2 separate regions of the Mus musculus genome follow, and region 1 is linked to region 2. Evidence: chromatin contacts called from public Micro-C data. All regions are on one chromosome and are shown on one strand. The core of a region is the stretch at or near the end of the contact, and the rest is flanking DNA. Distances in the headings are between cores, read along the strand shown.

The links. A called contact is a pair of places that touch in the nucleus more often than the background predicts.
Region 1: a contact with region 2 is called in a Micro-C map of muscle stem cells, with 9 times the contacts expected there. The contact joins the enhancer-like site here to the promoter of Trio in region 2. A contact is called at or near these places in 4 of 39 promoter capture datasets (embryonic stem cells, hippocampal neurons and liver), 6 of 484 Hi-C or Micro-C datasets (the C2C12 cell line, embryonic fibroblasts, liver and 2 more), 8 of 115 datasets of contacts at active chromatin or transcription factors (SST interneurons, embryonic forebrain, embryonic limb bud and 4 more) and 2 of 9 other capture datasets (adipose tissue and pancreatic islet).

The regions. Positions count from the first base shown.
Region 1 is chr15:28,130,427-28,137,407 of GRCm38.p6, forward strand. No RefSeq gene overlaps it. Among named protein-coding and RNA genes, the nearest start is that of Gm31458, 67 kb to the left of the region's middle. Within about 2 kb of position 3,210, at least 56 of the 459 cell types and tissues checked have an H3K27ac peak or open chromatin away from gene starts, as enhancers often do. A contact at or near this core is called in the C2C12 cell line, SST interneurons, embryonic fibroblasts and 2 more, where this site is marked.
Region 2 is chr15:28,021,604-28,029,327 of GRCm38.p6, forward strand. Trio (triple functional domain (PTPRF interacting)) reads right to left here and starts at 4,245. Exons shown (of 57, transcript NM_001081302.1): 1 at 3,737-4,245. The coding sequence starts at 3,893.

The sequences.
Region 1 (6,981 bases), core at 1,960-4,459, 110 kb after region 2:
GAGATTATCCTAGGTTTAGGGTAAGCCCTAAACTCCAATGTTTCATGTCCTTAGAATAAACAGGAGAGAGAGAGAGATTTGAGACACAGGGACAGAGAGAAGGAAGCCACAGGAAGATGGAGGCAGAGATTGGTGAGCCGATGCCACAGGTCAAGGCATGCCTATTTGAAAGCGGAAAGGTCTCAGAACCCGGTTTTCTGGGAACCTATAGAGGGTGCATGGCCCTGAGGACACTTTTGTCTTGGATTTCCTGCCTCCAACAATAGATTTCTGTTACTTAATCCATCTTGTGATGCTTTGGTAAGAATGCTTAAGCAACAAAGACATGAGATAAGTCAGGATGTGGGGACAATGGCAAGGAGAAGCAAAGGTAGAGAAGAATGAAGAGAAGAGTGAACTGGAGGTGAGGAACGTACTGCTCCAGGCATTCAAACATGATCATCCGAGTCTCATACTGTGTCTGCAATTCTCTGATCCCAGTCTGTTGACCTCCTGGCCTCTTCGTCTTCATTTTGCACTGGCTATTCTCAAATCTTAATCTGTGGTCTAGCCTTACATTCTTCTGAAGGCAGCAGTCTGTGGGGACTCTGCTAATTCTCTGGAGTAAATAAAGTATCTTTCTTATAGGAGGAATCAAAGTCAGAAGCTCCAAAGGTGAGAGGCAACATAGACAGCAAATGCCCTGGCTGTTCTCAGCAAAAGCTGAAGGTTACCACACCATGGGGTAAGTTTAGCTCTGTGGATCTTCCAGTTTCTCAAGGCAAGCCAAGAAGGTGGTTGAAGCCTTCAATTAAAAAAAATTAGGAGCAATGTTTTTTCTTACAAAAACTTAATGGGAAGCTAAGGCAGGGGGAACAAGAGTTCAAGGGTAACCTTGTCTATGTAGTAAGCCCTGTTTTAAAAAAGATAAAGGTATAATAATATAACATTAACCACCTTGAAGTGAACCATTCATTGGTAGGATTGCTATGAAAGCACACAGTTCCATAACACATGTCATTGTCCTGGAGAACACTCTAGCTGTCTTCAAAACTCTCTCCAGAGCTTGTAGCCACAAACCTTTCTTTATATGACTACTAGTTATCTCATATAAATAACCATACTGTTAAATGTATCAACCTAAATGCCAAGTGGAAAACAATCTCTCAAAATAGCAGGATGGATATTGCAATGGAAACTCGGGTGCAGCTGTAATTCTTGTTCCCGTTCAAGGGGTTTGAGGCAAGGGAGATTATTTGAGGGCAAGATGACAAAGATCACATGTTTTGAAATGCTAGCCCTTGACTCATACACTCAATGACAAGGGCAGCATCTGTTCAAGGTAGAGCAGGCAGTTTGGCAGTTGTTGTTGCAAAAAAAATATGTTCCTTGTGAGGTGATAGTGGCTCTGTGGAAGGTTGCAGTCCTGGTGGTCTTCGCTTCTCCTAGCTTCCCCCTCTTCATGGTTCTGGGAATTGAACTCAGAGCCTCATGAATGCTTGGTACTCATGTCTCTGTGACACTTCGCATTATCAGGCATACATGAACATCTCTATCCTTCTTGGTCCCTTTGTTCTATTATTATTATCATCATCATTATTATTACTATTATTATTATTTGGAACTTTTCATATGTGATCCACCTTAATTCTGACAACTTTCAGGTATTAACAACAGACAAAAAGTAACGTGGAATAAATAAGCTGGCCTTTGGACTTGCAACTTTCTGACCTTGGCCATGGTAAGAATGCCCTCTCATATCAATATGGTAGGTGCCTGTCTCTGACTATCAAGTTGCTGAAGGTGCCGGTGGGGTAGATGCCTGGAAGGTGTGTTCTGGGTAAATGACTCTGGTGACTCTTCTGGGGAGTCATATTCCTCCCTAAGAGGAAAGAGTGGCAGCCTCTTTGCTGTGGGAGAGAGTACGCTGACAAATAAGAATGCCTGCTTCTCTTCCCAGTGGTCAGTCTCTCATGTGCTTTTGTTAAATAGAGATAGTGTCCAGACAGGAAGCAAGGATGGATTGATGGCCTCAGCCTGGGACTCTGATCTCATAGCCAGGAGACCCATGCTTTTTTATCAACCAGGAATTCTGCTCTAAAGAACAGTGACTCAAATGCTTTGGTTGATTTCCCTCAGGGGAGATGAGGTCACCGCCATCTTTTCATTTTAAAGGCAAGAAAACGTTAGGTGTTGGTGGTCTATGGCTGTGTTCATTCTCTCCAAAAGTCTTTCAATCTGCCAACGAATGGTTATTGAGCACCTGTCAGGTATCTGGAGGAATAAAGATATATTACCTGTCAGTGGTAAGTTTATTAGTGAAGGCTGACAGATTAAAAAACAAACAAACAAAAAAACCAAACAAACCTGGTGGTACACACAGTTGGCAGTAACAAACAACAGGGACGATGAAAGGATAAAAGTAGATTTTTAAAAAGACAAACTGAGGAGGAAGTTTCATGTGTAATATTATAGCTATCTTCCCAGGTCACTGCATGTGGTCCTGTGTTTCTTCCTCTGTACAAAGGTGAGGTGTGGAAGGCAGAACGAGCCGATGGCCAACCCATCTATCTGCTCGCTCACAAGCTATACACACTGACTGGCTCTGGGCAGCTGCTTCCCCAGGGAATGGCTTTTTCCTACATCTTTTGCTTCAAGGGGCCACCTTTTTAAAAACTGGCACAAAAGCCAAGGTCCTGGCTCCGTTGTTAGTGTGTTGGGTCCAACTCTTTAATGCCTTTGTCGGTTCATTTGGAACACAGTTATATATAGAAATGGGGTTTAGTAATAATGTTCACGACTGCTTTATTAAAAAATGTGATTACCTCTCCTCTGGCTTGGATGGTCTAGGTGTGGCGCTGCCCAGAGGCAGGGGAAGGTTGCACTGACTCATTGAGGTTCTTTTCCAAGGTTTGGTTTAATGAATTAGATTTTCATTAGAGCCCTGAGTCATTTTCCCTGTTCAGCGACGTGCATGGCAGACCGGTGAGATAACCAAAGACCTAGGGAGCCAACTACAGGGTTTCACGAAGGACTCTGCGGGAATGTGACTTCTCAATGAACTGAGAAAACCCAGGACTGTGGGTAACCTAGTCATTTGTGAGTATGGTTTCCCAAACAAGGACAAACCTCTTCTACACATTCTCACATTTCACTGTTTAAGAAAGGAGTCTGACATCATCAGTGTGATGTGCCTTGTCAGAAATACTGCGGTGCTTCTGCAGACAGCTGCAGTGTTTGTGCTGTGCTAATAATTGTGCAGTCTGGGTAACTGTTGGTCCGCTGAGGTTACAGGAATCTCCTCCCCAATCCTCCTTCGCTACTCTGCATTCCTGGCCTGCACTGTTAGATGGCTATAGAAAATACCATTTTTTTTGGTCTTAAGATCACCAGAAGGTGAGCTTAAATAACAGGAATCTCCAGGGAAATGAACCTGTATATCTGGGTGCTATTAAATGCGTGGAAGGACAGCAGAGGAAACGGATGTTATCTTGTTTCCTTTCAAAGTTGACTTGAATAGTGAAAGGCTCTGTGTGTCAAAAATGGAAATGGAAAAATTATCAACGGAATGTTTGTCCAAGGGATTTCTGGCTGGATTCTCACAGACAGCTCCTTACTGTCAGGGCTTATAAATTGCAAGAGGAAAATTATTTTATGGCTGACATTTCAAATGGGTCCACAGATAGGCTATTTGCTTGAAATTCAAAATTGCTGCCATTGTCTGTGTGTGGGGATTGCCTTATGAAAGAAAAGGGAGCTTGTTTTGTTAATTACTATAGTTTATTAGCTTGCCCTTTGCCAGTTTGTCTGGCACTGCTAAGCGAGACAGTCTGTAAAATGAACTTGTGGCATGTGGTCTATCGCTGGCTATCTATCTCTTGAATTCCAAGCTTAAAACAGCAGCCATTTTTATGCCTCATGATTTTTGTGGGTGAGGAATTCAGGTCAGGCTCAGCTGCTCAATTATTCTGTGCCATGTGGTGTGGACTGAGGTCACTTGTGGTATCTGAATGGCAGATGGGCTGGTTTGCTCTGAAGGGTCCAGAGGCAGCTTCACTCAAAAGTCTAGCACCTCAGTGGGGGATAGAGGGAAGGCTGGACTCAGCTGGGAGTTGACCAAGTGCCAATACTGAGCTCACAAGCAAGGAGGGAGAGAGAGAGAGAGAGAGAGAGAGAGAGAGAGAGAGAGAGAGAGAGAAGAAGAAGAAGAAGAAGAAGAAGAAGAAGAAGAAGAAGAAGAAGAAGAAGAAGGAGGAGGAGGAGGAGGAGGAGGAGGGAGAGGGAGAGGGAGAGGGAGAGGGAGAGGGAGAGGGAGAGGGAGAGGGAGAGGGAGAGGGAGAGGGAGAGGGAGAGGGAGAGGGGGATGGATTGGGGGATTGGGGAGGAGAGAAGAGGCATCAAGAGTTCAGGCTATAATGTTAGGTTGGGTCACCTGCTGTTGGAAGAGACTCTGAGGCTACTGTTTATCACTCTCTCCCTTTCTTGTCTCAAGCTTTCAAGCCAAGCATCTCTTAACTACCAGTTTATGCTGAATTTCCTGATAAAACATGCATCATTAGGGATAAATTAAGTCTAGTGTAAAAGCCCAAGTTATTGAGCCAAAGGACCTCGTTCAAAAGTCATCATTTACTGCCTCTGAGAACCTTGGCTGAATTAACTCAACCTTTCTGGCCACCCTCTATAGGTTTCCTATAAAAAATCAAAATTGCTAGGTGTAGAAGAAGGCAAGTTTAGAAATAGAAGCCTTTTCAAGGACGGGAACAAACAGCAGACAGCAACCATAACTTACGTAGACTAAGCATATGTGTAATTCATGATTATAATGAAATAAAACTTAACCGAGTAGAGCTGCCACATTTAATGATACACTATGCACAATCTTTACTTGCCCTGCATGGTAATCAGGCATTAAAGTAGACTTCACATACATAACTGTAATTAATAGCATTTCGGTGTTAGTAAAAATTTTAATTTATTTTTGTTATCTTTTCTAGTATCCACAGTTAGCAATAATGTTAAACACAACCGTAACAAACAGTGTGGGTTACCATTGTTAGCAACCCGTACTGGTTTTGTTCTATTCATTCATTCATTCATTCATTCATTCATTCATTCATTCATTCATGAGGCAATTACTGGGTACTGGCTGTATACCAAACAGAAGCTGTGAACTATAGATTCAAATGGTCCTGGTGAGACAGAGAAGATTGAGGGCTTATTTCAGTCTTAGCCTCCCAGTAGGAAGACACTTCAGGCAATGTAAGGGCTTACAAAGGAGGTTATAATGTTTGAAGGTTTAAATTAGGGGAAATACAAGTGTAGCTGACTGTGTATCTGTGAATTCTGTATCCTCTCTCTATCTTCAGAGTCCATTGACAACAGATTAGAAAAATGAGAAAGATTGTATCTGCCTAGAGCCTAGACCTGTTTGTAACTTGACATTACCCCATAACCAATGCAGTGTCGCACAGCTGCTTATGTAATATTTAATTTTAATCATAAACCATGTGCAATCTAGAGACAATTGAAAGTACACAGAAGAATGTGTCTAGGATATTTACAAATAGTACATGATTTCACATAATAGATTCATCCACAACGAGTGGATCGCATGTTGCCAAACATGTCTGTTATTAAAAGTACAACAGGGGCTGGAGAGATGGCTCAGCACTTAAGAGCACTGGCTGCTCTTCCAGAGGTCCTGAGTTCAATTCCCAGCAACCACATGGTGGCATACAACCATTTGTAATGGGATCCGATTCCTTCTTCTAGTGTGTCTGAAGACAGCTACAGAGTACTTGTATACATAAAATAAATCTTTAAAAAAAAAAAAGTAAAGCAGGTCCTGGACTTATCTAGTTTATAATGACGAACTGATCATATCTACAATTTGGAGAGCCTATTTGCAAATAAGATCCCACTCAAAGGTGTGAGAGGTTGTGACCTGCACAAGTCTCTTGGGGACCACAAGTCAGTTTGTAGTAATCACAGAAATGTATTGAATACATTGCAGTAGAGTCTGGAGGAGAGAAGGAAGCAGAAAGCACCAGGATGGATGAGATCATTCAAGAGCAGGGATGGGAAGGAGGGCCTCGAGCCATGATTCTCAACCTTCCTAGTGTGTAGACCCTTTAACACAGTTCATGTTGTGGTGTACTCAGTGGTAAAATTATTTTGACGCTACTGCACAACTGTAATTTTTCTATTGTTATGAATCCTAATATAAATGTCTTATACATAGGATATTTGATATGTGACCCCTGTAAAAGGGTCATTCGACCCTAAAGAAATCATGGCCCACAGTTGAGAACCACTGGCCTAGAAGGTTGTAGGAATACCAGGAGTGGTCACTGGAAGAGAAACCTATACAGGGACTAGGAAAGGGAAATTAAGGGAAACAAAAGAAAAACTGACCTATGGAGTCAAAGAAACCATCCCAGGATGACCAGGGTAGCCAACAGATTTGGGAAGACAGAGAGGCCAAGCAAGAAAGTGCTGAAAGGAATCCCTCCAGAATCAGCAGCAAGGAGGCTGGCTGTAGGCAAAGGTTTTCTCAGTGGAGTCAAAGGGCAGAAGTCAGGCTTGGTATGCTGGCATGTGCCTGTGATTCCAGTCACTTGGGAGGGTGAAGTGCTACAATCACTTGAGTTTGAGACTACCTTGGGCAGCACAGGACAAAAACCAACCAACCAACCCACCAAACAGCCAATCAACCAATCAACCAATCAACCAATCAACCAACCAACCAATCAACCAACCAACCAATCAACCAACCAACCAACCAACCAACCAACCAACCAACCAATCAACCAATCAACCAACCAACCAACCAACCAACCAACCAACCAACCAACTAACCAACCAACTCATACATTAGAAGGGTTAAAGTCAGACTGGGTGAAAACTAAATGATAGATGGGAAGTCAGAGGCAATATTTAAAGAAACGATAGAGAGAACATTAACTCAGGGGCTGGTGGCCCAGCTTCTTCACTAGATGCTCA
Region 2 (7,724 bases), core at 2,995-5,494:
TAAGAGAATAAATATCAAGAAAAGCTTCCTCATCCTCCATATGAAAACCATCGCATCAACGCATAAAAAAAGCTTGCATGCTGCTCCCTCCCAAGGTGACACACTCACGTTGTCCTCCCTCGGTAAGCGTCGTCCTCCCTCGGTAAGCGAGGAGCTGCAGAGGCACCCAGAATGAGACTTACTAAGAAAGAAACCCCAGCGTGGTGGCCTCAGAAGAACCACAAACCTTTGTTCTCCACACGCATTCATTTAACGCCAACCAAAGCATGCCAGGCAGGTTAAAAATAATGCATTTATGTAAGTGCCCCCCCCCTCCCCAGCCTGTGCACACAGTCTTGCAAGGTTAAATACGGAGCTCTGAAAGAATGATTTACTGCCACAAGGACAGGGACCCAAAATAGATTGGCAATAAAAGTGATTGGTCCCAGGGGCGGTGAGAACTAATGTAAGCAACATCCTGGCCATGAGAGGCATCCAGGAAGGAGCACCGGTGTCCTATCAGACTTCTCAGCCCTGATCCCATCCCTACCCAGCTGCACTCTGGGAGAAAGTCACAGGAGCTCCCTGTAAGTCTGACTCCCTATCTGAAAAAAAAAAAAAAAAAAAAAGCTGGTCCAGCTCCAGTCTGTGACAGCTCTTTGTTTTGGTTTAGTTTTGAAATTTTCCTCATCTTTTTTTTTTCAGTGTCCCATTCTGAACAAAGAAAGGTGAAGTTCAAATTCCACTGACAAACAACAACAAAACCAAAAACCCTGATGGCTGCCTACTCAACCCACTTCAGCACCAGTCAGCTTGCCACTGTAGACCAAGCCTAAGTATAGTTGGTCAGGATTGCCAAAATGAACAAGGAACTTCCTTTAGTAGAGTGTTTAGCAGAGAAGGCCACAGCAGCAGAAGAGGGGAGAGCCTTAGTGGGACAGGTGTTGGGTGACTTAGTCCCCTTTTCTGTTTATTCCTTTCTTGCTTCTTTACTAAGCTTGTGCCTCTCTCTCTCTCTCTCTCTCTCTCTCTCTCTCTCTCTCTCTCTCTCTCTCTCGGAGCCATAGACTAAAACTGGTACCCATGGTTGGATGAAAAGGAAACTATGCCCTGGGACTTCAAGAGAGCTGAAAAAACAATGTGTGGGTACCCACAGTTCTGAAGGAACTAAACCTACAGAAAGAAGCACTCCCCAAGGGCAATCTCCTCCATGCTCGGGGTAGACATCCAGTCCCCAGCACCCACCCACCTGAATGCAGGCAGGTGGCAGCCTCTCTGCTGAACACACACCTCCACCGATGGGGTGGGGGAAGTGACACAGTAGCTCATTCTATTTTTGAGCTTCTCTGTTAAAAAGTTCTGTTTGAGCTGATAGCTTGTCCCTTCCATCCAACCATGGGTACCAGTTTTCAGTCTATGGCTACAAAAATAAAGCTTAATAAAGAAGCAAGAAAGGGATAAACAGAAGAGGGGACCAAATAACTACAGCTACAGGACTGAGAAGGAAAAGGTAAGCAATAGAACGTGCCCTGAGGACCAGGCTCAGGGACCTTGGAGAAGGTGCCTTGCCTCCCAGTCAACAGGGACGGATTTTCCCTGTCTGCACATCCTGAAGACAGAAGAGATGGATCTGACAACTCCTCCTTATTCACAGTCAATCAAATCTTTCCAGGAGGGCTCCTACCTGAACTGATCTCTTTCCAGGAGGTCTCCAACCAAGGCCACCCTTAAAACCATGATGTCTATGCTTCAAACTGACCAGCCCCTAGGTATCCTCTGCTAGACACACCAGCCTACATGCCAACCACTGAGATCTGGGGCAAGGATTCAGAGTGGAGGGTGAAATGAAATTCTAAAGGGGGATGGGACAACTCTGAAACCAACTGAAAATCTGCGCTGGCTCCTTCAAGTCACTTTGGAGGTGGAATAAAGGAAACAAGGCAGTAAGCGGCTTTACCTGATCAGGAACTCTAAAACGAACGAGCTACCCAGGACTACGAACAGTAAGAGCAGAGCCCAGAGTGAAGAGAGGCAATCAAGACCAGCATGTCTTTGGAGAATCTTGGAAACAAGTCATTCCTGAACTGTGCATTAAGCCATAAGGGGAAAAAAAAAATCCACCTCTAGGACGCAAGAACATTGGGAAGATGAATTCTGCACAAAACCATTTAGTCTGTGACAGGTGATGGAAAAAAAGAAAGAATGGTGGCTTTGGGCCATGCCTCCAGCCAGTCACACACTAAAAAATAAATAATACATTGTTAAAAACCGTTAAAGCTTTCATTTGAAGGAGTTCATGTCTTTCTAAACCTCAGCTTTCTACAAGGCCCTCACCGGAGAGGGAGAGCTGGAAAGAGCACACTAAACCCAAGTTGACACAGTCGAGACGGAACGTGTCACTTCTCTTCATAACCAATCGGTTAAGACGAATCAAAAATAACCCTGCCAGACAAAGATCAAGAAGACAGAACTAAACCAGGTGTCTAACGGCCCAGAAGTTATCTGCCTCGCCCAAGGCTGGTCGCTTCAATTGCTAGCTCCTAATGACCTGGACTGCGGCCCTGATCTCTTCCAGTTTGGGACCTGACTTTGAAAGAGGCCACTGAGACCCTGAGCTGTCAGCCTCCCGCGCTCACCCCGGTGCAGGCCGCTCACCAGACCCCGAGGCTCTCCGTCCTCCCGGAGGCGGGCAAACAGCCTCCCCGCGCCCTCCCTGGCCCGCCCGTCCGTCCGGATCCTGACCTGGGCCGCCCTCTCTGGCTCTCCAGCGCGGAGTCTGCATCCTCACTCCCAAGCCTGGCCGGCCAGGGACTGCTCTCCGAACTGCAGGCCCCCGGCCGCCGCTGCCCTCCGCCGCCTCCCGGACGCGCAAGCAAACCGGACTGCACGCAGGGACGCGCGGACGCGAGCCGGGCTCGCGCGGGATCTGGGCCGGGCCGGGCTTGGAGGAGGCGCCGTTACCGGGGTCCCCGGGACGCCCCGTCACGCCCCCTGCGCAGCACACCAGCGCCCCTCCCGCCCGCCGGGCTCCGGGCTAGCCTCCTCCTCGGCCACCTCCGGCTCGCCAGAGCGGACCCTAAACTGCCCCTCACTGCCTCCAGGTCCACGCCACCCACGCAGTGCCCGCCAGCCCTGGTCCCACGCCTCTCCCAAGGGCCACCACGGTCCCAGATGTCCTTCCCGGGCCTCCCCCAGAAACAATGGCTCGACCCGACCGCCGCCTCAGCTCGGCCACCGTCCTCGGTTCCTGGGCTGAGGTGCGATGGCTGCCCCGTTTCACAGAACCGTACACCAAGGCTGGATGACAGGCTAGAGCCCCGAGTCGGGACACTCGCTGATAATGGGGTTGGTGGTCCAGCTACCAGCGGCCCAAAAGCTATTACAGGGCAGAGCTGCTGTCCCCGGTCCCGGTGAGCTCGTCCTCCGGGACACCGGCCTCCGCCCACGCCGTCCCCGCCGCCGCCTCCTCGGCCCTCCAGCAAGAGACAAAGAGCCGGCGCCCCTACCCGCGGGGCCGTGGCCGCTGAAACGGGAGGCCGAGGGGTGTCTAGCCTGGCACGAGGGGCGAGCGCCGGGAAAGCGAGTGAAGGCGCCCGGGACGAGCCGCAGCACAAGGGCGGCGTGGGTAACCTGACACGCCGGCGTGGATCGCAGAGCCCCGATGCGGCGACAGGGACGAGAGCGCGCAGGGCTATACCGGGCCGGAGATCCGGGCGCGCCGGGCCGGCCGAGCGCGCGGGGCAACCGCGGTACTCACCGGATCGGAAGAAGGCCGCGATGTCGGCTAGGTCCTTGGCGGCCTCCTCGGCGCCCTCGCCGGCGCCGCCCCCGCAGCCGGAGCCCGCCGCGCTGGCCGCTGCCGCGGGGCCGGAGGACGCGGCCGGGGCGGTGGCACCGCCGCTGCTGCCGCTCATGGCTTCGGCGGCGGACGAGCCCGCCTCGGGCCCCGCGCCCCTAGCTCCGCGCACCCAGCCGCCTGCGCCTGGCCTGGCGGCGCCGAGCACCCAGCTGCCCGCGCCCGGCGCGCGGACGCACAGCCCCGGGGCGGCGGGCGGCGGCGGCTCGGCCCGAGGAGCGCGCCCACATAGACGAGGACACCGCCCGGGAGCCGCGAGCCTGGCGCGGAGCGGGCGCGCGGAGCCACGGCCTCGGCGTGGCCGGCCGGGGCACGGGCAGCGGCGCGGACACGCGAGGGCGGGGGCCGGGGCTGCGAAGCTCCGCGATCACGAACGCCGGCGGCAGCAGCGAGCCTCCATCTTGCTTTCCGACGGGGAAGGAAGGAGGGGGAGGGAGAAATCACGGCCGAGGGAGCCCGGGTGAAAGGAAAGGGAGAGCAGGGAAAGGAGAGGAAGGAAAAAGAGGGGCTTCGGGAATTTCCGGAGAGCTTCGTTAGCGGCCGGAGCGTGGGCTCGGCTGGTGGGCGGGGCCTTTTGTGGGCGGGTCCTGGAGGGGCGGAGCCGCGCCTGGGAGCCCGGAGGGCGAAATGGAGTGGCTGAGAGAGAACGTGGAGCGGGCCAGGTCTCCTCCTCCAGGGCTGCTCCAAACCTGGGAGGAGCAGGAACAAGTGTGACCGAGCCACACTGGCCTTCCAGGACGGGCACTGCGCCCCCTGCCAGGACTCTCGCGCCTGCACTGCAAGCGGTCCTAGCGCTGGAGCGTTTTCATTATTATTTATGTCACCCGCGGGGCCGAGCGACCAGGATATGGAGCTGGTGTGGCCTTCGCAGGCACAGCGCTGTCACTGGCATGTAGAAGGGGCGGGATAATTGTTGAATGAGCAGAGAGGCAGTGAAAACAGATTATCTGCTCTAGTCTACCGTCTCCTTGTATGTAAAAAGCAGGCGCGAGAGAGGGGGTGCTTGCGGGGAATCCCCATCTCCCAAGTGTGCTGGGTCCTCAGGCTACCCAGATGTAGTGGGAAGATGATGGAGGCAGGGGAGACCAGAGGAAAGGGACTTTTAAAGAAAATGTACGTTAAATCAGATGTGTGGAATATCAAATTCTGCTTTATGTCACGGCTGCAAGATGAGTGCAGTGAAGGAATGGGCGCCGGGTAATTGAGAATCACATGCAGGAGAAAACAGATCAACAAATTCCATCAAACTACACCCCGCACCTATGTTTAACGGGAGAACGATGATTAAGTGACCACCAGATCTTTTCCCCTTGGCAGTCTCAGACAAGCAAGGGAAAAGGGCTAGAAGGCTTGGTTTCGGTCAGGATGAAGTTTGAAGACACCCATAGGAATTTGTGTTCACCTTGCAATAGGTGTGTGTAAAGATCTACAGCTGTGTGCTTATATTTTGGACCGCATGATAGTACATATGCCTGTATTTTCTTGCTCTGTCAATTAATTGGCCCTGGAAACACCTAGCGTTTTGATGACTGTCTCTCTGCCTCTCATGTGTGCCTGCACGCACTATCGACATTTGTGTTTTGGGTCTGTGTTTATATGAATACAAGAGGTAGGTACCCAGTGTCTAACTCAGTCATCCACTTCTCACCTTAGTTTTTTTGGAGCAGAGTCTCTCACTGAATCTGGAGTTCCTTGGTTAGTTAGACAGTTGACTAGCAATACATAAAGATCCTCCCATCTCTGCCTCCCTAGTGCCCAAGCTGCAGTAAAAAGCTGGAATACCGAGGAACTGAATTCAGGTTCCCATGCTTGCAGAGTAAGTATTTTACCACAGATGGAGCGTTTCTATGGTTCTCAGATCTTGTTTTTAATACTTTCCTCCAATTAAAGGAATTCAGGCTCTTTGGGAAAATGGGTGATTCTGGTAGTGGGGCAGGAAGTATTTAACATGAGCACCCTGTTGTGCCAGAAGGTAAGGAAATGACTTCCCAAGGGGGGGGGGGGGAAGCAGCACAGAAAAAGATTACCCAGGACACAAAGGAAACAGTCGAAAGAGCTCTTCATGGCCCAAGCCAGAACAATTTCAGAAAGACAACATAGCACTGTTTGATTACAAGCAAAAAAAATAAATAAATATTTTTGAGTCCATACTGATGTAAAGGAATAAGCAAATGGGGTAGAAGTGACAAAGGCAGAAGTACAAGTAACTTAGGTAGAGATTGTCCCGAGTGAGACAGAGCAGAACTCCCCTCTCGCAGGGTACAGGCTGCACACTACCTTCCAAAGAGAACAAAACTGGTAAGGAACTTTCTAACAGAGAAACCATTACTCTGCCCCAGCCCGTTGATCAAGGTGAACTTAAGAATCAGTAAGTCACCTTGACACTGTGTTCTAGATATAATAAAAGTGGCAGTGTTCCTCCCTGTGCCTCCCCTCCAAAACTCCAAGCTCCAAATGAAGATAACAGCATCCTATGAATGAGGCACTTCCTATAAATTACCTCACCAGCACTCTCCCAGACTTTCAAGGTCAGCAAAAATAAGAAAAGGCAAACAGATAGTTGTAGAATGCTGCGAGAACCATGGGATGGTGTTAGAACTCAGTGCAGTGTGGTGGTTTGCTCGTGTTGTTTTGTTCTGTGACAGGTTTTCCATCCATGGCCCAAGCTGGCCTTGAACTCTCCATTCTCTTACATGGGCCTCCCAAGTACGTTTACTAGATGTGTAAGTACAAACAAATCAGTTGTGTGCCACCACATTTGGCTCAGTGTAGTGGTCTTGATGGGTCTCAAAAGAACTCCTGAGATTTAAACTGAGTAAATCTGAATAGCGTGTTGGGGTATTAGTCAATAACACCAAATCCATAGTAAGCGAGAAACTAGACCTGGGGTTCATGGGAGCTCTCTCCACAACTTCTTAGTAAATGTCTATCTCATTTTAAGATTAAAAAGTATATTTAAAGCTTACTTTTAATCAGATGAGCAGCCTCTTACAAAAGTAATTCAAGTCAGCAAGTCCACAATCTCACAGCTCTTCAACTCAGGTGTGTTGACGATGCTTCTCTTAATTCATATCGATAACTTCTTTCTCTCTTTACATAGCTCCCAGAGGCTTCCGAGTGAAAAATATAGATAACGTACCCGATCCTTGAACATGAAGAACCATGCTGGCATATCTGTTCCTGTAACCTGGACATCCTGCCTAGATGGTTGGCATTGTTGAGGCCAGATTGTAGACATTGCTGAGGCTACATTGTGGGCATTGCTGAGGCTGGTCCTTACTGTGTGCCTTACCCACTCATGGGAACTTGGGTCGGCTGGCAGCCATCAGGGGAAATACTCAGCTGCTCACTGTGGTGCTCAGTCCCAACCCAAACCCAGAGTCTTAGATCCTCAAGACCTCCTGACACAGGCTTTCTTAGAGGCTCACTTTAAGACTTAACGCTACCCATCTCTACCCGCAAACCCCATGAAACAATATTTATCCTTTTTGAACTCCAGTATTTTTTCATTTATTCTTCTTTGTCTATTAGCTTCGGTGTAGCCTTTCTATTCTTAAAGAGAATGGCTTTTAGTATCCAACAAACTTCTCTTTTTCAGTTCTCCCTCCCAGAGATTCTAAAAGCGTCTCTTAAAATTCAAAGCCAGTGCCAACATTTTTCTTTGTATCCTTCCCATAATAATTCCCACCTTGGGCTGGTATATAAAACTGTGGAGAGAAGTTTAAACGTTGAGGGAAAATGAAGATGTTTTGAATGAGAAGGATATATTAGATGGTCTCATGCTGACTGACAGCTTGTTGGTGCTGAACCTAGGAAGTGACAGATGGGGAAGGCTAACTCCCTTTGGAAGGTTCCTGGGTGGGTCAGATTCAGGGTTCTGGGAGATGGT